Regions from separate parts of the Mus musculus genome. Here regions 2, 3 and 4 are each linked to region 1. Evidence: chromatin contacts called from public HiChIP or PLAC-seq, Micro-C and promoter capture Hi-C data. All regions are on one chromosome and are shown on one strand. The core of a region is the stretch at or near the end of the contact, and the rest is flanking DNA. Distances in the headings are between cores, read along the strand shown.

What was found. A called contact is a pair of places that touch in the nucleus more often than the background predicts. HiChIP or PLAC-seq counts read pairs in DNA pulled down with a chosen protein or histone mark. Capture Hi-C pulls out chosen DNA fragments and counts their contacts.
Region 2: an H3K4me3 HiChIP or PLAC-seq map of embryonic stem cells shows a contact between it and region 1, with 4 times the contacts expected there. The contact joins the promoter of Mfap4 here to the promoter of Fam83g in region 1. A contact is called at or near these places in 3 of 39 promoter capture datasets (HPC-7-derived erythroid cells, the SN4741 cell line and liver), 3 of 484 Hi-C or Micro-C datasets (all in embryonic stem cells), 12 of 115 datasets of contacts at active chromatin or transcription factors (the NIH/3T3 cell line, bone marrow-derived macrophages, effector CD8 T cells and 5 more) and 3 of 9 other capture datasets (adipose tissue, liver and pancreatic islet).
Region 3: a promoter capture Hi-C map of adipose tissue shows a contact between it and region 1. The contact joins the promoter of B9d1os here to the promoter of Fam83g in region 1. A contact is called at or near these places in 5 of 39 promoter capture datasets (the C10 cell line, the SN4741 cell line, embryonic stem cells and 1 more), 6 of 484 Hi-C or Micro-C datasets (the HPC-7 cell line, the N1E-115 cell line, embryonic stem cells and 1 more), 12 of 115 datasets of contacts at active chromatin or transcription factors (the NIH/3T3 cell line, bone marrow-derived macrophages, effector CD8 T cells and 6 more) and 3 of 9 other capture datasets (adipose tissue, liver and pancreatic islet).
Region 4: a Micro-C map of embryonic stem cells shows a contact between it and region 1, with 2.8 times the contacts expected there. The contact joins the promoter of Ulk2 here to the promoter of Fam83g in region 1. A contact is called at or near these places in 2 of 484 Hi-C or Micro-C datasets (both in embryonic stem cells), 1 of 115 datasets of contacts at active chromatin or transcription factors (memory CD8 T cells) and 2 of 9 other capture datasets (adipose tissue and pancreatic islet).

Annotation. Positions count from the first base shown.
Region 1 is chr11:61,683,082-61,685,773 of GRCm38.p6, forward strand. It overlaps Fam83g (family with sequence similarity 83, member G), which reads left to right and starts at 1,329. Exons shown (of 5, transcript NM_178618.3): 1 at 1,329-1,974. The coding sequence starts at 1,453. The region is part of intron 9 of Slc5a10 (solute carrier family 5 (sodium/glucose cotransporter), member 10); the gene reads right to left.
Region 2 is chr11:61,484,073-61,486,764 of GRCm38.p6, forward strand. Mfap4 (microfibrillar-associated protein 4) reads left to right here and starts at 1,359. Exons shown (of 6, transcript NM_029568.3): 1 at 1,359-1,413; 2 at 1,649-1,733; 3 at 1,966-2,120. The coding sequence starts at 1,408.
Region 3 is chr11:61,503,773-61,506,464 of GRCm38.p6, forward strand. B9d1os (a long non-coding RNA gene) reads right to left here and starts at 1,314. Exons shown (of 1, transcript XR_141098.4): 1 at 613-1,314. B9d1 (B9 protein domain 1) reads left to right here and starts at 1,372. Exons shown (of 7, transcript NM_013717.3): 1 at 1,372-1,499; 2 at 2,572-2,640. The coding sequence starts at 1,437.
Region 4 is chr11:61,853,721-61,856,412 of GRCm38.p6, forward strand. Ulk2 (unc-51 like kinase 2) reads right to left here and starts at 1,372. Exons shown (of 27, transcript NM_013881.4): 1 at 767-1,372. The coding sequence starts at 856.

The sequences.
Region 1 (2,692 bases), core at 79-2,578:
TCCACAGTGGTAAGAACAAGAGAATAAACTGAGGGTCAGCACATCTTTGTTGAGGGTACAAGACTCACACTCATCACTGCCCCTCTCTGCTCCTTGGGAATGGGAGGTAAGGAGGTGACTCAGGTGCCCGAGGTGGGCAAGAGTGCCAAGCAAGAGCAGGTATGAACCACAGTGTTCACCCAGTGTAAGGCCTGATGAGGACTTTGAGGCTAGAGGTGAAGGGTTTGAGTCTGGGGATCAGTGGTGAGGACTCCAAGGATGCTAACTAGGCTTTGAAGCTTTGAAAGCAGTGAATGCAGGGCAAGGAGGCCTTACTGGAAAATGAACAGTGAGGACATGTCTGGAGGGTACAATGTTGCCATTAGCTTGTCCTCATTAGGTTAAGGCCAGGGTCCACTGGGACTCAAACCAGCTCTATCCTGACCCAGAGATGGTAAGTAGGCTAGAAAGACAGGGCAGTATTGGCCTGGTGTCCTGAAACAAGAAGCTTCAGGAAGGAGCCCTTTGCCAAACTGCACCTGACATCCTGCCCTCAGATAAGGACCTAATGGTCTCCATCACTGGGGAACAGCCAAGAGCTGCGTTTGAGCACAGCTTGGTTCTCTCTACCCTTTTCTGGCGCAGGGTTCAGGCATGTGAGGTGCACCAGGTTCTGCTAGGTGGGATCCCAGCAAGCAGTTGGGCTCAGGACTAATCTGTATCTGGTCTGTGCACATGGAGAGCAAGAGTGTGGAAGCAGTTGGAGCTGGAGCTGGGCCTCGGCCCACGACCCAACCTTCAGTCTACAACTGGACAGCTGAGCATCCCACCCGCAAGACAGAACCGGGCCAGAGATGGACCAGGATCGCCAGCGGGACTGGGGGGCAGAGGAAGACTTCCACGAGGCTTAGAGGCAGCAAATTGTCCAGCCTTGCGCCGTCTGAGGAGATGAATCAGCTTCCGGCTCCGCCCCCGGGGCCGCACGTGACCCCAGGTGAGGGTGGCAGGGTGGGCGGGACCGCCCTTAGTCACCGGCGGTCCAGCCCGGTGCCACCACCAACGCCTGTGGTTCCTCGGGTCGTCCGGTCTGCACGGCGCCACCTGCTTGGTAAGCAAGTCCCTCCTCCGGGTTTGCGAGCCTCACTTGGGCTGGCGTCCCGGCTCTTACTCCGGACTGGGGCGAGGGTCCCCGTCAGCCCCAGCTTATTCCCAGGATTCCGAGAACCTCAGGCGGATCCCAAGACAGAGGCAGAGGACAACCGCGGCCCTGGACGGCTCTGGCTAACCTCGCCACGCCTCGCTCCGCCCACACACTACCCGCCACGCCCCTTCCTTCGCCACGCCCCCGCCCGCCCTCTGACCCCGACCGCGGTCTTTTGCTGATTCCCTCAGGTGCGGTTCTCAGAGGCGCCGAGGCCCCGGAGCCTGAGAGCGCGGTGCCCGTCGGGCCGCGTTCCCACAGCGAGGGCCACCATGGCCTTCTCCCAGGTGCAGTGTCTGGACGACAACCACGTGAACTGGCGATCCAGCGAGTCGAAGCCCGAGTTCTTCTACAGCGAGGAGCAGAGGCTGGCCCTGGAGGCCCTGGTGGCCCGGGGTCGCGACGCCTTCTACGAGGTGCTGAAGCGCGAGAACATCCGCGACTTTCTTTCGGAGCTGGAGCTTTCGCGTATCGTGGAGGCCATCGAGGTGTACGACCCGGGCTCTGAGGACCCGCGGGTCTCGGGCCGCCGCCCCGAACCCCAGGACAACGGAGGCGCGGATGCCAGCGAGGAGACCAGTGCGGCGGGCGGGCCCCCAGCCACGGAGACGCTGCCCTCGCTGGAGTATTGGCCCCAGAAGTCGGACCGCTCCATCCCGCAGCTGGACCTGGGCTGGCCTGACACCATTGCCTACCGAGGTGTGACCCGGGCCAGCGTCTACATGCAGCCACCCATCGACGGGCAGCCGCACATCAAGGAAGTGGTGCGCAAGATGGTCAGCCAGGCGCAGAAGGTGAGGCGCCACGGCGAGACCCCCATTCACCCAGCACGCATGGGCACCGAGACAGCCCCTGGACCTCTGACTGGCCTCTCGGTTGCCTCCTCCGGTGATCAGAAGCTGAATGTCCACTCCCTCTAGCAGGTGGCACTGGGCTTCCAGGCTGAGTGGGCTTCTGTGCCCTCCTGGAGTGTTTCTGAGTTCCCCAAATGCAAACCATGAGCTGTGTGGGAGGAATGCGGCCTTTCTCTCACCCACTCTCCCTTATCTCGTCTCAGACCCAGGAGCAGATAGAAGCTTGCACACATACATGAGCTTGCTGGCAGGGGTCTCGGGAGAGACGTGGAGGCTGGTCTGGAGCCCTGAGGAAATCTGCCTGCTTCCTAGCTGTGCTGTGTGGCTGGTGGTGGTTCTCCAAGCTTTTCTCTGAGTGCTACAGTAGCAGCAGCTGTCCAGGCCAGAGCAGGTGGTACCTATTGAAGGTTTTCACCAGTGGAAGAGGTGAGGGTATTTACTTAGGTTGTGGTTTGCCATCAAGAGGCTCTTCAGGCCTTGTGTGGATTCCCTTAGCTGACAGCCGTTGACTGGGCTGCACAGTGCCCGGCTTTGGGTGACTGCTCCATACTGACACACACACATCTTGAGAAGCTGTGTACAATGCTTGTACAGACAGTCAAACCATAGCTGGGTGGCCATGAATGAGCAGAGGTGTGCCTGATTTGACAGGCAAGGT
Region 2 (2,692 bases), core at 109-2,608, 200 kb before region 1:
TCACATGCTCACCTGTTACATTTGTGTCCCTTCAAGGCATTTTTGGTTCTTTGTCCAAAACACGTAGGCCACTCCAGGGGCTGATTCTGCATCCCCAGCAGCAAACATATTGTGTAACACATAGTAGGTGCTCAAAAAAAAAAAACAAAAATCTGTCTTTGGTGAATCCATACGCTTTATGATGGGTGCTGAGTGTGCAGAACTGGGAGGCAATGAGCACTACCCACTAGCACTCAGAGACAAAAGGAAAGGCCGGTGGGCGCCACGAGGAACAGCCCAGGCAAAGGCCCAGGGGCCTGCTGGCCAGGAGTCTGGGTAGCCAGACAAAGTGTAGGGAGTCACGAGGAGCACGGGCTTGAAGGGAGGTCGAGCCAGACTGGTAATTCCTTTCAAGTCCCAGTCGGAAATGTTGGCCTCAGCCGTGAAGGAATGGAGAGCCACCGGAGGCTTAAACAGGGGAACACAGATCAGGCACCTGGGACACTCTTGCAGCCGACAGAGAATGGGAGGAGGAGGAGAGAGCAAAATCAGAAGAGACTGGGTGGCCAGGGTGGCGGGAGGCACACCGAAACCAGGCTTAAGGTGGACAAGGAAAGCAGCATTGGGCTCAGCCAGGATGGAGGAGAGAGGGCTCGAGAGGCTCAGCCGGGCGGGCGGGCGGCGGTGAGAGCAGATGGGCTTAGAAGGGAGGAGGGGCCGAGCGAGGAGAAACAAAAGCACCCCAGATGGTCCAGGGAACTGTAGGAGGGGAAAGAGTGGGGGGTACAGACACCCAGCAGGGGAGGGGGCTGGGAAGGAGTTGGAGAGGGCCCTGGCTCCAGTCGAGGCAGACAGAGCTGCTGGCCGCCTGTATCTTTCTGCTCATGGCTCAGAAATGTCCCAAGCTTGCCAGGAGACTTCGGGCCCCTGCTGGCCCTGTCTCCTCCCAGGCCAGGCAGCTCCCTCATAGGGAGCTTTGGGACCGTCTCCCCTAGCCTTCCCATTGCCAAGTGAAGACCCCTGTCTCAGTCCCAGGGACACCTCTTGAGCAGACTAGTTAGGAAAGCAGACATCTGCAGAGGGCCTGTCAGGAAACAGAGGGGTGAGCAGAGGCCAGCGGGGGTTGCCAAAGGACCCACAAGTCCAGCAGGGCAGGAGGCAGAGTGGGGTCCAGGGTACAGTTGCGGCTGGTAAGGAGTTAATGTCTGGTTCACAGTGCTTCTCTGACAGGCCTAATGAGACCCAGGTGGTCCTCTGGCCCCTGACAGTGTAAGCTGATGCCGGGGGCCGGTTGTTGGGGTGGGGGTGGGGGGCATTCTGCAGTTCCAGGGGCGGAGCTGGGTCTGTGGGCTCAGACCCAACACATAACTGTGGGCGGCTGCAGTCTGGGGCCCCAGACAGCCAGCCTCTCTCAACTGAGCTGACACCATGAAGGTACTGGCCTGGAGGATCAAGACCATTTGTGGAGACAAGCCACTTGCCAGATAGGGAACAGCGAAGCTCAGTGGAGTTCTCTTGAAACTTAAGTTCTGGGGATATTGGGCCTTCCTCTGAAAGTTGAGAGGGGGTAAAAAAGACAGAGGGCAGAGTTCAGGCAGGGAGAGCCCTGGGAGGTGGGAGGCGTCTGGCCCATGTTGGGGGCTACACTCACCCCATTTCCCATCCCCAGGCCCTCCCAGCCCTGCCACTGATGCTGATGCTGCTCTCCATGCCTCCCCCCTGCGCCCCGCAAGCCTCTGGGATCCGGGGAGATGGTAAGCAGCCCCCATTCACAGACACGGCCTGGTCAGCAGGCTGGATGAGGCCATTCTAAGTGAGGCTCTGCAGGACTGCTTCCTCCTCTACAAAGTGGCAGGTATCCCCCTAGAGAAATCTCCAGATTTCTCCTGATAGAGTCCCTTAGGCCTGGAGCAAAACTGGGATATGGAGGGGGGTGTCCTTATGCCTTAGTCTTTCTCCTCACGGTCCCCACACTGCCACTCGCAGCTCTGGAGAAGTCCTGTCTTCAGCAACCCCTGGACTGTGATGATATCTACGCCCAGGGCTATCAGGAAGACGGCGTGTATCTCATCTACCCCTATGGCCCCAGTGTGCCGGTGCCCGTCTTCTGCGACATGACAACTGAGGGCGGCAAGTGGACGGTGAGTAGGCAAAGGGGCCTCAGGCCAGATGGGGTTCAGGCAGCTGCGCGATCCCGGCTGTCATCTCTGTGAAGTGGATTTTTCATCTTCATGGGGACTGGATCCAGGGCTGCTAGCACTTACTTGCCTGAGGAAGCTAATGCATGCTGTCCTCACAGCGGTAGGTTGGTGCCTTGTCTAAATGAGGAACTGCGAGCCCAGGTAAGTAGCATTAATAGCCTTGGCGGGCACAGTAATGAACTCACAGCCAAGTATTCTAGATCCTCCTGATGGGTTTTGGGTTTTTTTGTTGTTGTTGTTGTTTTCTAGACAGGGTTTCTCCTGGAACTCACTTTATAGACCAGGCTGGCCTTGAATTCAGAAATCTGCCTGCCTCTGCCTCCCGATTGCTGGGATTAAAGGCGTGGGCCACCACGCCCGGCCCTCCTGCTGGTTTTATCATGCAGTGCTGGGATGGAACCCAGGGCCTCTAAGCTAAGTGGGTGCTTTGCCACTAAGCTATGTCTACAGGTCCCAGCTCCCTCTTAATCTTTTCCCCTTCCTGTCTCTCAGCAGACAAGGGGCCTGGTAGA
Region 3 (2,692 bases), core at 64-2,563, 180 kb before region 1:
ACATGGAGGCTTTCTCAATCTTGGTTCCCTCCTCTCAGATAACTATGGCTTGTGCCAAATTGACAAAAAAACTAGCCAGCACAGACCTCTTCCTAAATGTCTCATCCTGTTGGTTTAGGACAGAAAAGCCTTATCTAATGAGTAATTTGGGGATTGAGAAGGCTTCCTTTCAGTAGCCTGTATCTTTCCAACGCTTTCAGTAAAGAACAGCAAGTGGCAGCCACCGGCTAGGAGAGAGGGGCCTAGAGCCTCTGCTTGTATGACTCTTGGCTCTAAGCTAAAAGAATTTCTTACATGCTTGCACCTCGGCCCACCTAGAACGCTGTGACCACATGCCTTTCCTCTTCCCCATAGGTGGCTTTGGGAATCCCGCCAACTGACTTCCAAGCTAACAGTTAGCGTGACCTGGTGTCATTACTGCAGGCTGAGCTCCCTAAAGTATACACATCTGCATCCGTTTGTTTCCAGGCTCCCTCATCATTAATGTGCTCTTTGATGTTTCCTTATAAGCTCTGAAAGTGAAGTCTGATTCTGCAGCTAAATTCCTGTAACGAATATGGCTAAATTACCTTCCAGGTCTGGATTTCAGTCACGCCCTCCAGAAAACTGAGATGTGTTCAATTTTATTTATTAAAGAAGTAGTTCCCAAATATTTTGCACTGGCCGGGCAATGAGGACCAGGCATTCAATGCCCCTAGAGTCGAGCTGGGGATCTAAAGGCAAGAAGCTCGCATTAAGCCACCTTGAATTGGACAGTGATAGAGTAAGTGCAGTTGAATCCAAGCACTAACAATGGTGTCTACCGAAAAGGATGCTGGTGGCTTGGGACCAAGCTCTGACATCCCTGAGCTACCAGTGATTTTCCAAAATTGGGTGACTGGTTCCGTGGGCTCCAGCTTCTCATGCAGGACGCGGGACTTGGACAAATGGAGTCTCCGGGTTTCGATGACAAGAGCCTCATAGGGCTGAAGGGCGCATTCTTCACCTGAGACAATGTGCTGGGTGATGCCCGCTGGACCACTCCCGCGCACCAAGCCTTCCAACGATGGCGTCTTTGCCGTCGCTGTGTGTGGCAACAGCGACACCACCTGGAGAGAGGTAACTCTAGCACGTGACTTTCCGCGGGCCTGAGTGCCGGTGCTGCTTCTTCTCAACATCCAGCTTTGCAGCCTGCGAGCTTCAAGCATGGCCAGACGAGTGAAGTCACACAGTGCGGGTCCGTGGACCCGCCCCTGGGGGTTAGGTTCCGCGCGACAGACACGGAGGACAGTGCCCAAAGCCATAAAGACTACTGCGCCTGCGCACTCTTACCTTTGAGCGAACTCGTCACCGCTTGAGAAATTTGTCCTAGACGACTTACCGTCTGTTTCCAAGACAACCGAGAGCCTCCTGGCAACAGCGCGCGGCCTGCGCCGGTCTCCCGGCCCATCAGTGCAATGGCTGCAGCAAGTCCCAGCGTCTTCCTGCTCATGATCACCGGGCAGGTAGAGAGCGCACAGGTAAGCAGTCGTGGACTCCGCCCGGGGACGGCCTGTTTCTCTCCCCGGGCTCTTCGCTCAGCTCCTAGAAAGCCAAGATGCTCTGAGCATCTCAAATAAATGGAAAGGAGAAGCAGCATTTGAGAACCTTGGCTCCAGGTAGATGAACCGGACAAGCTTGAGTGAAAACAGACCTCGAGGCGTTCAGCTGGTACCACTTGGATCCTGTTTACTTGGTTGAGTGGTGGCCTAGGACTAATGGGACTGAAGACTCAGCTGATCCATTTAACAGCTGGGAACTTACCGGAAGGCAGTGGCCAAGGTGGGATTTGACCCGGTCCGTCTAAGAGACAGAACTTTGCTACATTATTCTTCTGGGCTGCTTGTTGAAAATGCCCATTATTCCTACATATTCTGAGGTTTGGCTGACATGCTTTAGGTTCTGCCAAGTCTGAAGCTCAGTAGGTGTTCCTGCCTTCCCATTCATTGGTACTGCGTCCTCCCTGTTTTCCTCTATCCGATTAGAGGATGTCTGGGCTGCTTACTCTGGACACCTTCCTTGGCGTCTGCCCTGGGCCTTCCTTTCTCCGGGACCCTCAGTTTTAGCCATGTTCTTTGGCCCTGTAGCTTCTGGGTTTCACGTGAGCATCATTTCTGTAGAGCTAATTTGTGCCCAGCACTGGAGATGCGCTGAGGCATGAAACCTGTTCCTTCTTCAGTCTAACAGGGTTATCAGATAGACATTAGGTACCCACATGCAGAAATGCAGAGAAGTGAAGGGAGCCAAGCAATGATCCTTAAGCCAGCTAGAGACTGAAGGGGAACTCTGAAAGATGGGCAAGGGGCCTACCACATGTGGACTGAGAAAGACAAGACAGAAAGTAGACCCTGAGCAAAATAACCTACGGGTATTGGCAGTCTGGGACTAAGCCTGACTTCCTGATTTCCATTCCCTGCCCGCCCTGAAACCCATGTCCACCTCCTCAGTCCCAGATGCCTCGTGTTCCTAATTCCTGTCCACTGCATCTGCCTAGCTAATGTGTGGGCCCAGTTTGCCCTTTCTAGACAGAATCCTGTATACTTTTTCTCTCAGTTTCCAGAGTATGATGACCTCTACTGCAAGTACTGCTTTGTGTATGGCCAGGACTGGGCCCCAACAGCGGTAAGTTGGACTCATGGGCCTCCTCTGGTTAGAGCTTTGGTGATTCCTGAAT
Region 4 (2,692 bases), core at 122-2,621, 170 kb after region 1:
ATGAATAAGACATAGACGACAGTACCTTTTTAATAGGCACTCTTGAAACAAACAGAATAACCAAAGCTTTTTTTTTTTTTTTTAATTACTTCCAGTCTCAATGTGCCTTCTCAAATTCTTTAGATTCTATAACCTCGTGTGACCTATTTGCGAAACAGTGGCTTGGAAAAAACAAAGAAACAACAAAAAAAAAAACCCAAACAACTGAGGTTTGAACTTGCATCTACGTTGTATTATTAGGTTAGGGTCCAACTACCTTTGTCACTTATTTCCTCTAACTCAAAAAGGGGAGGGATACTACAAAGCTCCCCCAGACACAGAGGAACGTGATAGTCTGAGAAAGCTTCAGACTAACGGGAAACGCGCCCGTTTTCCGCTGGGTGTGCAATTATCCACGGTAAAGGTGACAAGCTCCGGAAAGCCCGGGGCAGGGAGAAGGGACAAAGGTCCACCGACCCATAGTATGGACAAGCACATTACACTGTGCAAACACTGGAGTCCTAGTCGCTTCGGGACCAGTGGCTTCTCTGAGCAGCAAGTCCCCGGGCGCACCTCGGTTACCCAGCACACTGTCAGGGAAGAACATCAGTGGCTCTGCGCCCGTCGGTAGGTGGAGCTCAGCCTAGCGGCTCTGGCCTCCAAAACAAACCCTGCGACAGTGACAGCAAGCACAAAGGCAGGCAGGCCCGGGGAGCCCTGCCCAGCGGCCAGGACCGGGGCGCTGGCTCCCCAGTTTCGCACCAGACAACGGGCCGGCGGCGCTCACCTGGCGGTGCCGCCCCCGGAAGACCACAGCGAAGGCCCCGTGTCCCACGAGGTCCCGCTTGCAGTACTCGAAGTCGCCCACCACCTCCATGGCCGCGCCCCCGGGACATAGAGCGCTAGGGTGGGCAGGCGTGGCGGAGAACCGGGATCAGCACCGCGGGCCCGAGGGCCCCAAGCACGCCCGCGGGCGGCGGGACAGGGGCAGCCACGGCCCCGGGCCCGGATGGACACTCATGCCGAGAGGCCGGAGCGGAAACGGGACGGGCCGCCGCGCGGAGCCGGGGTCAGCGAGGCCTGGGCCCGGTCGCTTCTCATGGCCCGGGCCGCCGTCGGCCGCGGGGCTCTAGCCAAGCGGCCTGGGCACTGCCCGGCCGAGGGCACCGCCGCCGTCACTGGGCGTACCCGGAGCTACCCGCGCGCCTGACAGCGGTGCAGGGCCGGGGCCGCGCCATCCCCGCAGGTGCGGCTGCCTCCGCTTGTTGCGCCCGCGGCGCTGCTGTGTAGCGGCCGCCGCCCTGGAACCCGCACAGCCGCGGTGGCGGCTTCTGCCTGCTTCGCGGGAGCGCCCAACGCACGCGCGCGCGCCGGCCGCTCCGCGCCGACTACCGGCCCTGTGCGACGTCAGCGCGTCTTGTAGGACGATGCGCCCCAGTCCTGCTCCCTCCGCCGAGAAAAGGAGTGCGCACCCCGGGACGCGGCGCCAGGCACCGGGGCGAGTCTGCAGTCACTGGAGCGAGTTGGCGAGCAGGGGTGTGGGGAGGAGGCCGCGGCTGCTTAGGAACGGGCGGCGGGCTCGGCTCCGCTCGGCTCGGCGCCCGCGGCTAGCTAGAGCCCGCCACGCCCTGACCTGAAGCCACCCTCTAAGAGGCGGATCTTGAACTCCGGCCCCGGGAGTCGCTGAGGCGGTGCAGACACTGGAGACAAAAACTCCGGGAGCTGCCTTTCAAATCCAGACCGCAAACTGCTAGACAACCCACCTAAGGGATAGGGTCTGACTGGAACCTGCGCCTTCTGGGGGTCTCTAGACTTCTGAGGGAGGCTCAGAACCTCCTTTCTAAGGAGGCGCTTCATCACACCAGTCAACTACCAGTTTGCCTCGGGCTTTTTTTTTTCCTCGGATTGTTTAGGTGAAAAATGATAGTCAACTTTTGCTCAAGAAAGCATTACAAAGCCATGGTAAACAATATGTGTGACCCCATACCTAAGTGTGTGTTCAGGTTTGGGGATGTTGCTGTCAATTTCATCGCCTGCCCCTGAAACAACTCCTCTCACCTCTCTCACTTCTCTCACCTCTCCCTCTCTGTCTCTGTCTCTCTCTCCTCTCTTCTTCCTCCTCCTCCCCTCCCCCCTCTGATTTTACTTTTATGTGTATGGGTGTTTTGCCTGCATATATGTGCACCACGAGTGCACCTAGTGCCTGCAGAGGCCAGACCAGGGTGTCGATCTGAAACTGCAATTACAGATAGCTATGAGCCACAATGTAGGTACTAGGAATCAAACCTGAGTCCTCTGGAAGACTAGCCAGTGCTCTTAACCACTGAGCCGTATCTCCAGCCAGCCCTCTGGAACTCATCTTGACAAACAGGTAGAAGCCCTAAAAACCTTCAGCTTTGAGACAGGTCAGGAATCTGAAAGCAATGTCTCTAGTCCATTTTCTTTTCCTAAAAAAAGAATACCACAGACTCAGTAAGTCCATTTTCCATTGCTAGAACAAAATGCCCCAGGCTTGGCACCTTATAAAGAAATGAGATTTATGCAGCTCACAGTTTTGGAGGCTGACACCCCAAACAGCAAAGCACCAGCTCTGACAAGGAGCTCATGAAAAAAGGCTTCACAAGGGACTATGGGACAGAAAGAGATCACAGGGCAAAGAAACCAGAGACTGAGAAGGGACCAGTGTTACGACTGTATAACAACTCACTTTTGA